Regions from separate parts of the Mus musculus genome. Here region 1 is linked to region 2. The links are chromatin contacts, called in public HiChIP or PLAC-seq maps. All regions are on one chromosome and are shown on one strand. Each heading gives the region's core, a stretch centred on a gene start, on an enhancer-like site or on the middle of the called end of the contact. The rest is flanking DNA. Distances are from core to core; before and after follow the strand shown.

Region 1 (5,906 bases), core at 1,343-3,842, 70 kb after region 2:
AGCTTTTCAGCAAGCTCACCTAACTATGATGCTGGCAAGATGAGTCCAGTGTGTCATCCTCCTTCCTAGCAGGCCAGGACCAGCCACGCCCACCCCCACAGTATCTGTTGTCTGCTCCTGGCAGCGGCAGTCTGTGACTTCTGAGTCTATGGGATCAAGACCAGGAGATTCTCACTCCGGGGTGGGGAGGAGGCTCTACAGCCAGACCACAGGCTCCTTTCTCTGTTCACCTTTCCGCACGCTGTCCACCAAAAGCTACTATAACATTTTATTAAAAGATGGACTGGCAGAAGGATGGCAGCTCAGGACTCCTTCCCACACCCTGCCTCCTTCTTTCTACAGCCCTGCATTTTCTCATTACCAACCCCTGCCTTCTCAGCTGTTGACATTTTGGACCAGGCCATGCAGTTTTCAACTGTGCAGTCTGGGTTCTCTAAAGCCCAGGTGAATACAGCCATGGCCTAAGGAGTTGAGGAGACCACCTCATTCTGAGATTGGCAGAGGCCGGACTTGCAGCTCCTCCTAGGTGCACAATGGGACACTTCTCATCTCTATTGGGGCCCAGACAGTGACAGCAGGGAGCAGGCTGGTAGGCAACTGAAAGAAAGAGGAGGGCCCAGAGCCAAGGCACTGCTTTCCAGGAAGTGGCTATGTTTCTCCATTGCTGAGACCATCACTTTCAACACTTTGCCTCCAGCCTGCCATCACATCTTCCATCTGTGCGGTCAAGCACGAACCTCTGAAGGAGAAATGGAGCTGGCCCCTTGTAAGGCAACTGCTGTAGGTTATACATCACAAGTGAGTCAGGATGGGACACCCTGGCATCAGGTGAGCCCTAGCCTACCTGTTTTTAGTTAGAGGCTCTGTAGAATAGCATGGTTCATCTAGGGTTGCCTTCCAGCTCCTGGCGCTCAGTGGGGTCCTGTAATAGAACAGCTTCCCTGCAGAAGGAATCTTTTCCATCATCATGTGTTACATTCTGTCCTTTTCTGCAGTAAAAAGTGCCCTTAAGTTAAGGAGTTGTTGCTACTGTCACAATTGTGGAACAGCTCTGAGGTCAAAGGTTTCCCCCAATGCAAGTGTTACAGCTCTGAAGGGAAATGTATCCTGGCAGGCAGGGAAAGTCACTCTGCACAACAGACCTCACAGAAGAGATTTATTGGGAACATCACAAGAGGGTGGCCACCTCTGCTCAGCTGAGAAGTCGCTGGACCCGAAGCAGAAGCCTGAGCAGGCTTTATATAGGTGCTTCTTAAGGGCGAGTGACTTTCCAGGGTGGCCTAGGAGTGGTGGTAAGATTTTGTGACCTGATCTTGGGGCAAGCTCAGAGATTGGTGGCCTAATCATAGACAGCCTGTAGGGTGGAGCTTGCTGCCTGCATCTTGATGGAAATGGCCGTAAGAGTAGTCTGGGCCGTAAGAGTAGCCATCATGATTGGAATGGCTTACAATAATGTCTCTCTGGCTTGGCAAATGCCTTAGGTAGAAGTCACCTGTCTTCCCTGGGTCACTGGGGACAGAAGGTGAAAATGTCACAGCCCCAGGCCTTCCTTCCCACCAGCCTCCTACTCTGAATCTTATCCACACCTCTGTCATCTGTCACAAGGCCTGGGCTGTGGAATGAAGTTGGGTTCTCCATCAGTGCCCATCAGTGAACACTGACTAACTAAGACATGACTGCTTTACTCACATTGGGAGGCGACAAATGAAGGCATGTTTCTAGTTCCTGTCTGGGAGATCCTGGCACTCTTTCCAGTGTGTGGATCTAGTGTGGCTTCCTGCAGGCCTGCTGAGTGAGAAAAAGGGAAGTCTGGGGGAGACCAGACTTCACCCTGTCTCACACACTCCTCACTCTTAGGAACCTTCTTTGAAAATCATGACATAGTAGGTGTGATGAGCTGAGCCTCCAATCCCAGCACTCAGGAAGCGTGACAGAAGGAGGCCAGCCTAGGCTACAGAGACCCTGCCTCAGGAGAAAAAGGGTATCGTGAATGGTGATAGAGTGAACAAGGTTGCCAGAGGCCCCTCTCAGAAGGGCTTTCAGTTCTTGGGAGAGTTAGGCATCAGCTCACAAAGAGAAGCTGGCAATCCCGGAACTTCAGACTTCATGGGTAAAGGTCTAGCCCCACAACATTGTCTGCCCCACTCCTCCAGACAGAGCCTGCCTTGGGTTCCATGGGAGAAATCACAAAGACTCCAGAGAATAAGCCATTGTCGCCAGAAGACAAACAGCAGTGTTTTCCTCTGTACATACTTGGACAGAATAGAGATGTTCCTCACATAGTCTTTCTTGTTTCCCTAGCGTGTTGACATAATTTCAGAAAAAGACAGACTAGCATGGTACATCTTTATGTTCTCAAATTAGAGCTGAAGATTACTCTCTTCCCCATGTGGCCTCTGATGTCCCTAAGAGGCATGTCTGTAATGACAAGAACATGTTCTGCAGGTGTGCAGATGTCAGACCATGGGGGGCAATTGAAGGACAGAGCTGCGTACATTTGTTTCTTTTGTAACTGAGTGAAATCGTGTGGTTCTGGCTGCCAGCAGGGCTCATGGGCACAGTGCCCAAGTCCACGGGTTATTCTTGCCTCTGCTTCCTCTTGGCAATCCTTGCAACAGACCGAGTAATGGAAGGCCTGGCACTGGATGGAAGGCCACCAGAGGGTGTCCTGTTATCTTATTTCTTCTACATCATCAGTGGGAAATTAGCTTATGTTCATGTCTATATTTTCAAGCACCCATCAGGGATCTCTCTCTCTCTCTCTCTCTCTCTCTCTCTCTCTCTCTGTGTGTGTGTGTGTGTGTGTTTTTCACATTATGAAACCAGGTATATAGATAGCATACACTTCTTTTTTTTTATAGTATAGAATAGAATACAGTTTATTCAGGGCATGAGGATGGGAGGTAAAGGGGTAGTAGAGGCAGAGAAAGAGAGAGAGAGAGAAAGAGAGAGAGAGGAGGCTGGCCATGAGCATATGGAGGGAGAGGTGGGGGAGGAAGTTGGGGAGAGAGGGGATAAGGGACAAAAAGACAGAGCAGGAGCAAGAAGACAAGAGCGTAGCACACACTTCTAATCCCAACACTTGGGAAGATGAACAGGAAGTTTGTTTATAGCCTGGGCTACGGAATGAGATACTATCTCAGAACAACAACAACAAAAACAAAAAAAAAAAATCATAGAAGCCCAGGGGAGTCAGAGTTGAGCAGTCCCTCAGTGGTGGGATGGGGAGTTGAGAGCTAGTGGGCCTGTGTACTTCAAGACCAGAGCCTGGACACAGCCACATTCAAGTAGGAGTGCTAGATCAGTGTAGTGCTCACCATGGAGTCTGAATGTGTCTACGTGCTGTGCTTTTTGATGATAAGTGATGTTATCTCTTGATATTGTGTATTGCGTTATTACCTGTGCCTATGGTATGTATACATGCCCATGTGTGTGTTCACATGTATATGGATGTGTTTGTGTAGGTGTGTGTATATGGATATGCAGAGGCCAGTTGAGCTGAGGCATCTTCCCTCCATTGCCCTCTTTACTGAGGTCTCTCACTGAGCCTGGAGCTCACAGACTCAGTTCAGTTACTCTAGCCAGCCAGTTTTCCCTGGGGACCCCCTGTCTTTGTTTTCTGAATGCTGGGATTACTGGGAAGCTAAGGCTCCGAAGAGTAGAAAGATGGAGCAGAAGTGTAGAGCTAACTAAGAGATACAGTTATGGTCATGGGCTGCCTCTGACCAAGGGATGCCGTAGCCTCATGAATAGGACGTTTCACATGTAATCCCTACAACACAGAGCAGGGGCTTCTGACCTTCACGGTAGAGGTCAGGGGCAGGTTTCGTGTCCATCCTAAGGGACTAGTTGTGGTGAATCCCTCCAAACCTATTTTCTATCTCAGACTGAGAGCAAGCCAGACCTTCAGTTTGGCTTGACAGGAAGATCTGTGCTTTTCTAAAACCACCACCTAGCTGCTTTATGTTAACATGCTAAACTATCCCTACCTGACTGCCAGGATAAACTATCCCTACCTGACTGCCAGGCTGAGGCATCTCTCTAGGGTCACCTGCACCACGCTTGTTGCAGACAGGGCTGCTCTTTGTTACCTATCCAGCAGGGCTAAGCCCATTGCCAACGTGGGCGATTCTTCTCTATACCCAGTCAAAGGAGGCTGAAGTTAATTTGGGGGAACATATAAAGGTTCAGGCTAGAAGCCCTAGGTCCAAGGTCCCAGTCATACAAGAGTGCTAGTTCACACATAGGCAAGTCCCAGACTTGGTGAACCAAGTCCTTAAGGGCACATCCTAAACAGAGAGATCTAAGGACCATCATTCAGTTACAAGGCCTACTTAGCTTAGCCACCGTGTACAGTACTGCCAAGCACGTGTTTCCGCGGCCATATCGCAAGTGAGCTTTGCGTTTATGTCTACCCTAGGAGCATAGGGAGAGAGAGTATACAGATGCATCTTCCTTGCCTCAGACAGCAAGAGACAGGGGGCATGTATCAGAGGCATGGATGACATGGGGGGACACACAGATTTTTTTCGTGTGTCTGAAGACAACTCACCAGGATTTAATCTGTAACTCGAATTCAGTCGGCTAAGTAAGGCTAAGAAGTGTGTGGTTGTCATGGCAACACCAAATTGCCCAGGACCAGGTTGGTCTCTAAGGGGGGTGGGGTGTGCAGAGCCAAGCCTCTATCTCCTTGTTAGAGATTGTTGCGAAGAATAGAAAGCATTCTTCCCACTACCACAGCTCAGGGTGTCTGAGCTGTCGGTGTAGAACAAATAAGCCAGGCTGCCTCTGCCCTTCGCTCTGAGACGAAGGGCCCAGATTGCCCAGGTATACCGCGTTCCAAAGGCAACCCTTTATTCAGGGAATACTTGCCATCCTTAACGACTAGATGTCTCAGGCTGTACCCTTCTCCTGAGGGCTAGCCCCGCCCCAGAGAGCTCACATTTGGAGCCTTTTGATTCTAGTGTTCAGCTTCCACCTGTTGCCTGGTATATGGGCACCACTTGGCTCATCACCCGAGCCTAGTCTGAAGGATCAGAGAACCTACAGCCTCACCTGGAGTGCCAGCAGCTGAGGCCTCCATTTCCAAGCACGTAGCCTGATTACCTGGCCCCTTCCTTTCCACCAAGCACGAAAGGGCCAGCTGGGGATTGATTGCCTTGGCCTAGATAGCAGTAGGCAGAGGAGGAGAGGGCTGCTCAAGTGGGGAAGTAGTTAAGCCTTCTCTGTTCCCCAGCCTCACTCCTTATATCTCTGTTCTCTTCTGACCAATCTGTGCTCTTGGGCCCTTAGAACAAGGGCCTAGCCACTCAGCAAGCCTCTGAGGGCTCCCAGCCAGCCAAGTCTGGCATGTCCATCTCCGTGGTCCCTAGGGGGTACTCAAGAAGGGACTCCCAAGGACACCTAAAACATGGAGGTATGAATGGTTGACTTGGGTAGTAAGGAGTGGGAACAAAAGAAATGAGACTGTCCAGATTTGGGGAGAGGAATCTGGTAGGCTGAGTTCAAAAAGCCGTAAATGTCAGGCTGAGAAAAGGGCTGTTTGGTCCTCATCTGCATCCACTGTCCTGCAATGACTCCCATCTTCTAGGAGGCTCACAGGGGTCCTTGGCAGATGTGACCCCATTATTTCATCTCCTTCAGAGACACAGACACCTGAGGGCCCATCCCCCAAAGCCTATTTCATGTGGCCCCTAAAATAAACGACACTGGCTGCATGAGATCCAGCAGACCCTGTTGCTTTTGCTGCGTGGTCTGTGGTCTTTTCTGCTTGTCCAATTAGTGCTAATTGGAATAGGGAAGTGTACACACGAGACAGGTACAGAGCTGGAGCTCTGATGCCTTGTCAGAGCTTGGAGACATTAAGCTTCCTGGGACAGGCCGTTCCCTACAGGGACAGAGACCCC
Region 2 (5,627 bases), core at 1,640-4,139:
AGGTGATTCTCACACTACTATTGCACCATTATACAGCTGAGAAAACTGAGGTTCAGAGATAGCCTGAACAGGAGGAATGGCAAAAGCATAGTGTGCTGGCCTAGGTTTCCTGGCATTCCCTCTGCAAGTTCTCCCAGCCAGAGACTCCATCGCTACTTTCTGAAGGAAGCAGCAGCCTCCCTCCAGCTTTATCTTTCCATCAGTTCTTCAAATTATTTCTAGTTTAAATGTAAACTCCAATTAGCTGTTGCCAGATAAACGGTGTGAGGGCCCAGCAGCAGTCACAGTTCTGAGTCACCCTTACAGTCCCCATCGGAGCTACAGAGACTGGGGGCCGCTTGGGTGGGGCTGAGCAGAGGCAGGTCCTGACACTGTGAAGAAGCCCTCCTCGTAAGCAGCCTAGTCAGGGAGACAAAGGAGGCAACCTACACGCCACGTGTGGGAAATATGGTTGGGAACTCTCTGGGTTCCCATTCATCCCAGATTCCAGAAGGGGACACACAGCCAGGGACAGCCCCACGTAAGCCTTCACTTGCACACCACTCGCAGTGTGGCCAAGACTGCTGAAGAGCCATCGACCTCTGAGCCCTCACTTTCTCCATCCCACAAAAGAAGCTCAACATAGTGGCGAGGCTGGGCTTGGGACTCCTGCTCTTAAAGGGCATAGTAAGTATTTGACTCCATTGCTTTTTGGTCCAGACCCTGAGGTCTCAATCATACCATTATAACCCCAGGACTTGTCCCTAGCTCTCTTCATCTCTCCAGGAGCCAGGGCTGGGCTTGTGCACGCCAAGCACACACACAGTGCTTCCTGCTCCCATAAACTCATGGGCAGCCGGACACTCACCTTCCCTCACCTCCTAGCACACCCCTCCTGTTGCTATTACCCACACTCAACCTCTCTGTTACCCACAAGCCCCATCACTCCTCAATACACACCCGCAGTTTCATACAGTCAGACTGTGAGTCTCCTACCAGTCACCCTTTGCTACTGGAGTTCCATATGGCAGTGTCACCTTCCACACAGTCCTGTCATATACCTGAGCCTTTACAGTATCGTACAAAGATACTGTCACTGAGAAACAAAACACACACACACACACACACACACACACACACACAGAGCAGCCGCCCTCTGCTGGCCTGTTCACCACACCCCAATCTAATCCATAGCAGGAACGAGGAAACCCAGTCCCCTCCTCTGTCCCTGATCAGCTTGGTCATAGAGGATCAGTAGCAGAGGAAGAAGAACCGAATATGATTAGAGGCACGCTTACACACAAGCCTAGGGGGTCGGCACACCGATAGCGTGGGCTCCCACAATTAAAGGAATGAATGTACTCTGGCCAGAGGGTTGTTGTGATATAATGCACAGACCTTTGGAACACACAGGGACACAGAGACATGAGCAAGCCAAGGCACAAAATATACAGGGGAAGCCTCTACATACAAGGCATGATTACCAAGTTGCACGGGGCACACACCAAGCCTCAGAACACACAGACAGCCATGAAGTATATGCAAGTCACACGTGAAAAAGGACACATTCACAGGGGAAGTCCCACTATGACAAATAATACACAAAGAGACAAGATACACACTATACTCACAAGTCCAGACACAGATACTACAGCAACAGAAGCCAGACTCCTCCGAGGGCCCAGGGTAGCGGCCAAAGGAAAAAGGGATCTCCCCCACTCAGTCTAAGTCCTCCAGGTTTGAGTGGGGTGCTGAGTGAGGCTCCCTTCTCTCCCCTCCCCTGTATAAGAGAGTTGGGGAAGTGGGAGCAGTTGTGATGGTGCTCCCTCTCCACTGCCAGCCGGCAGGGCAGAGCACTCCCGTCACTGCTGTCCTCATCACCTTACTGGGCCCCCAGAGGGGGTGGCGTCTCTCCAGTGGGACAGAGACTGACAGCACCAGGCAGAGACCACCCGGAGAAGGGACACGGGGGATCAGAGAGGACAGGGGAATGGTGGAGGCTGGAGCCACGCCCAGCTCAGAGACAGATGGAAAGCCAAGAAAGACACCGAGACTGAAAGAAGAGATAGGGCAAGGAGGCGGCGCCGTGAGAGTCCGCCCGCCTGGGACCCAAGCACTGGAGGCTAGGGAGACAGGCGGCCCGCCCTCCGCCCGGTGGTGAAAAGGACCGGAGACTGGACTGGCAGGGGCAGGCGAGCGTGGGCTGGGGGTGCGGCTCTGGGAGGACTGGGTCGAGGGGACGGCGGATCTGGTGGGGGTGGGGAGACGGAGTACACGGACGGCGAGGGGCAAACAGACCTGGCCTGGGAGCAGAGGACCAGGCAAGAGGGGGTGGGGACCGACGAATGTGCAGAGTCCCCTGAGAGATTTGAGAAGATCGGACGGTCCCTCGGCGGGGATAAAGACACACAGGGGTGGAGTAGGGGGTTAAAGATGCTGGGAGTAGTCGGGCCTGGGCTCCAGCCGTCGAAGAGAGGGTCAGACCGACCAGGGTATGGAGGCACCGGCGGGTCTCCGTGCTCGGCGGGACTTTGGCTGCTCCTGGCTCAGTTTCTCAGTTTCAGAACCAGGAGCCAGAGAAGAAAGCGGGGAATGGAGACTACGGGCGAGGAAAAGGGGGAGAAAGGCCGCTGCGCCCTCGAGTTAACTCGGACCCCGCGCCCGGGCCCAGCTCTCACTCACCTCCCGACGCAGGGCCAGGCGCCAGGGGTCCCGGCGAGCCGGGGTCCGTCTCGTGGCGCGGCTCTCCCGGATGCGCGTGGACGGGGAGGTAGGCACAAGTCTGATCCGGACGGGTCCGGAGGCCAGTGGGGACCTCCCGGGTCCCGGCTCGAAGGGTAGATGTCCACGGGCCGCTCGCGGGATCCCCGCGGCCGCCGCCTCCTGCTCTGGCGCCGCGGCACACGGAAGTGCAAAGGGGAGGGGCTGCGCGACCTCACCCAGGTGCCGGCCCCGGTCCCGCCCCCACTCAGGACCCGCCCCACGGGCGCCCGCCCCTTCGAAGCTCCGCCCACGTGAGCTGGGGGTCCAGCGCGTCTCAGCCTCTTTGAGTTGCAAGTCCTTGGGTCCCCAGATCTGTTAGCCGTCTCTGGCTCTTGTGGCGCCTCGCCTGCCAGTGGCACGCAGGCCATCCCATCTCAGGGGACTAATTTATAGAGGAGGACTCCGAGGCCAAGTTGGGGGGTGGGGTTGAGCACTGCACACACAATGGAGCCCAGGAGGCACCGACGGGGCTTCCCCAACTACTTGCGCCCACACCCGGGACTCCCCACTGGCCAGCTGGCCCGCCTTGCCTGGCCTCATTCCTCTTCCTGCTGGCTTGAGCAGAGCCACGCCGCCAGGCCTGCCGGTTCCAGTCCTGCCCGAGAGAAGGAGCTGGGAGGTCTCCAGGGCGAGAGGTTCTAGCCAGTTTGTCTCAGCACTGCTCCTCAGACAATTGTGGGAATTGCCTCTGCCCCCATCTCACTGTCTTTCCTGAGCCCACGGTTCAGAGCTCCCCTTGCTCAGTCAAGCTCATAAGAGGGATTTGATTGTCAGCTGTAACTCATTCACTCATTAAGGGTCCCCTGGGCCCAAAGTCTGAGCACCAAATGGGAGCCAGGGACTCCATTTTTCTGTCCCCAAAGCCCAGAACACTAAGCTGTTACATTATACTTACCCAAAGAAATGACTTCCTGGGCTGGGCAGATGATCGTTTTTTCTAGCACGCAGAGAGCGCTGTGTTTGACCCCCACCACAGAGTAAACCACAGATGGAGGCTCAGAATAATACTCCAGTGCTCAGGGGGAGAAAGCAGGAGAATAGAGTGTGGACGCCAGCCTGTTCATGAGAGACCTTGTCTCAACAAAACCAAACAAACGAGAACTCTTCCTGGGAGGATACAAGAGGGTTCTAATAGCCCAAGATACCTAAGTTCCTTCTGGAAAACTACCTAGAAGGAATAGAAGTCTAGACAGCTCTTTGCCGACTGAGATCAAGAGAAGTGCTGCTGCAGGGGCTGGTGAGATGGCTCAGTGGGTAAGAGCACCCGACTGCTCTTCCGAAGGTCAGGAGTTCAAATCCCAGCAACCACATGGTGGCTCACAACCATCCTTAACGAGATCTGACTCCCTCTTCTGGAGTGTCTGAGGACAGCTACAGTGTACTTACATATAATAAATAAAAAAATAAAAAAAATAAAAAGAGAAGTGCTGCCCCACCCGTGGAGGCTTGAAACTTCCAGGGATGGGGGACCCTGGCAGAGATGTGGGGCTCCAAACCTTATTTTAAATGTACATTGGGGATTGAGCTAGAGAGAGGAAACCACAATGACTCGTCCCTTCTGTAGAAAGAGGAAGGCTGCTGCTTCCCTCTACCCTGAAAGAAAGAGGACCCAGTTTGAAAATTAGTATTTAAGTCCCCAGTCCTGATAACTGTCCCCACCCCATGACAGTGGATTCTTCCCACAAAGTTGACTGGGCAAATTGGATTCCTTCTGGAACCTTCTGCCTCACATCAGGCTTGTAAGCATGCTGTTTCCTGGGTCATTTCCTATTAACATTCCTCTACCTGTCTCTGCTGTGTCTCTTCCCATCTGTGACTCCCTGATGCTCTTCCCATCTATGCCCTTTCCATCAGCTAAGGGACCCTATTCTTTTTGTTGTTGTTGTTTTGTTTTGTTTTTTTGAGACAGGGTTTCTCTGTGTAGCCCTGGCTGTCCTGGAACCCACTCTGTAGATCAGGCTGGCCTCAAACTCAGAAATCTGCCTGCCTCTGCCTCCCGAATGCTGGGATTAAAGGTGTGCACCACCACGCCTGGCTTGGGACCCTATTCTTTTTTTTTTTTTTTTAATATTTATTTATTTATTATATGTAAGTACACTGTAGCTGTCTTCAGACACTCCAGAAGAGGGCGTCAGATCTTATTACAGATGGTTGTCAGCCACCATGTGGTTGCTGGGATTTGAACTCAGGACCTTAGGAAGAGCAGTCGGCACTCTTAACAGCTGAACCATCTCACCAGCCCCCGGGACCCTATTCTTTAGCTTACTTGGGAAAGCTAAACTCTTGAGCTGAAGGAAAGGGTGTGCGGGGGTGAGCTCAAGTGACCTTTGCCCACCTGGAGTTGGGTTTCACCCTATCTGGCTCCTCCTCCAGATCCGCAGCAGCCAACCTAGCCTCTCCCTCAACATCAACAAAGGACCTACCCTGTGCCAGGGACCACAGCGGGAGAGCCAGCCATTGGGGAGCTCTAGATTCAGCCACTAAACCTTTCTTCCCACATGCTGCCTTCTGCCTTGGGAAAAGGAGATGAAGAAGACTGGGTGGTTGGGGATGGGGTCTACCCAGTACTGGGCCTTGTCTTAGGTGCTAGATATGTGTCCTGCATATGATCTTCAAACCCAACTTTGGTGACTAGCAAGGGGAACTGTGATATAAGGAAATGTAGAGTAGCTAAGATGGCCATGTTCTGGCAAAGGCACAAGAGCAGTGCGTGGTGGGCTTCTCTCCAGAGACTGGCCTGGCCCAAGGAACTCAGAGAAGACAGGCTTGGGTAGAGGTCAGGGACTTCAGGCCCAGGTTGGTTAGGACCACTCATTATGGAGCTGGGTACAGCACTGGGTAGGCACTGGGTAGGCCTGAGCTGTCCCTAACTAACCTCATAAGGG

What was found. HiChIP or PLAC-seq counts read pairs in DNA pulled down with a chosen protein or histone mark.
Region 1: an H3K27ac HiChIP or PLAC-seq map of microglia shows a contact between it and region 2, with 3 times the contacts expected there. The contact joins the enhancer-like site here to the promoter of Prkcd in region 2. A contact is called at or near these places in 9 of 39 promoter capture datasets (cranial neural crest, embryonic stem cells, fetal liver and 2 more), 2 of 484 Hi-C or Micro-C datasets (the MC38 cell line and nephron progenitors), 7 of 115 datasets of contacts at active chromatin or transcription factors (the HPC-7 cell line, the SCID.adh cell line, bone marrow-derived dendritic cells and 3 more) and 3 of 9 other capture datasets (adipose tissue, macrophages and pancreatic islet).

What each region holds. Positions count from the first base shown.
Region 1 is chr14:30,693,214-30,699,119 of GRCm38.p6, forward strand. No RefSeq gene overlaps it. Among named protein-coding and RNA genes, the nearest start is that of Sfmbt1, 19 kb to the right of the region's middle. Within about 2 kb of position 2,593, at least 94 of the 459 cell types and tissues checked have an H3K27ac peak or open chromatin away from gene starts, as enhancers often do. A contact at or near this core is called in the HPC-7 cell line, adipose tissue, bone marrow-derived macrophages and 3 more, where this site is marked.
Region 2 is chr14:30,623,319-30,628,945 of GRCm38.p6, forward strand. It overlaps Prkcd (protein kinase C, delta), which reads right to left and starts at 2,890. Exons shown (of 18, transcript NM_011103.3): 1 at 2,662-2,890.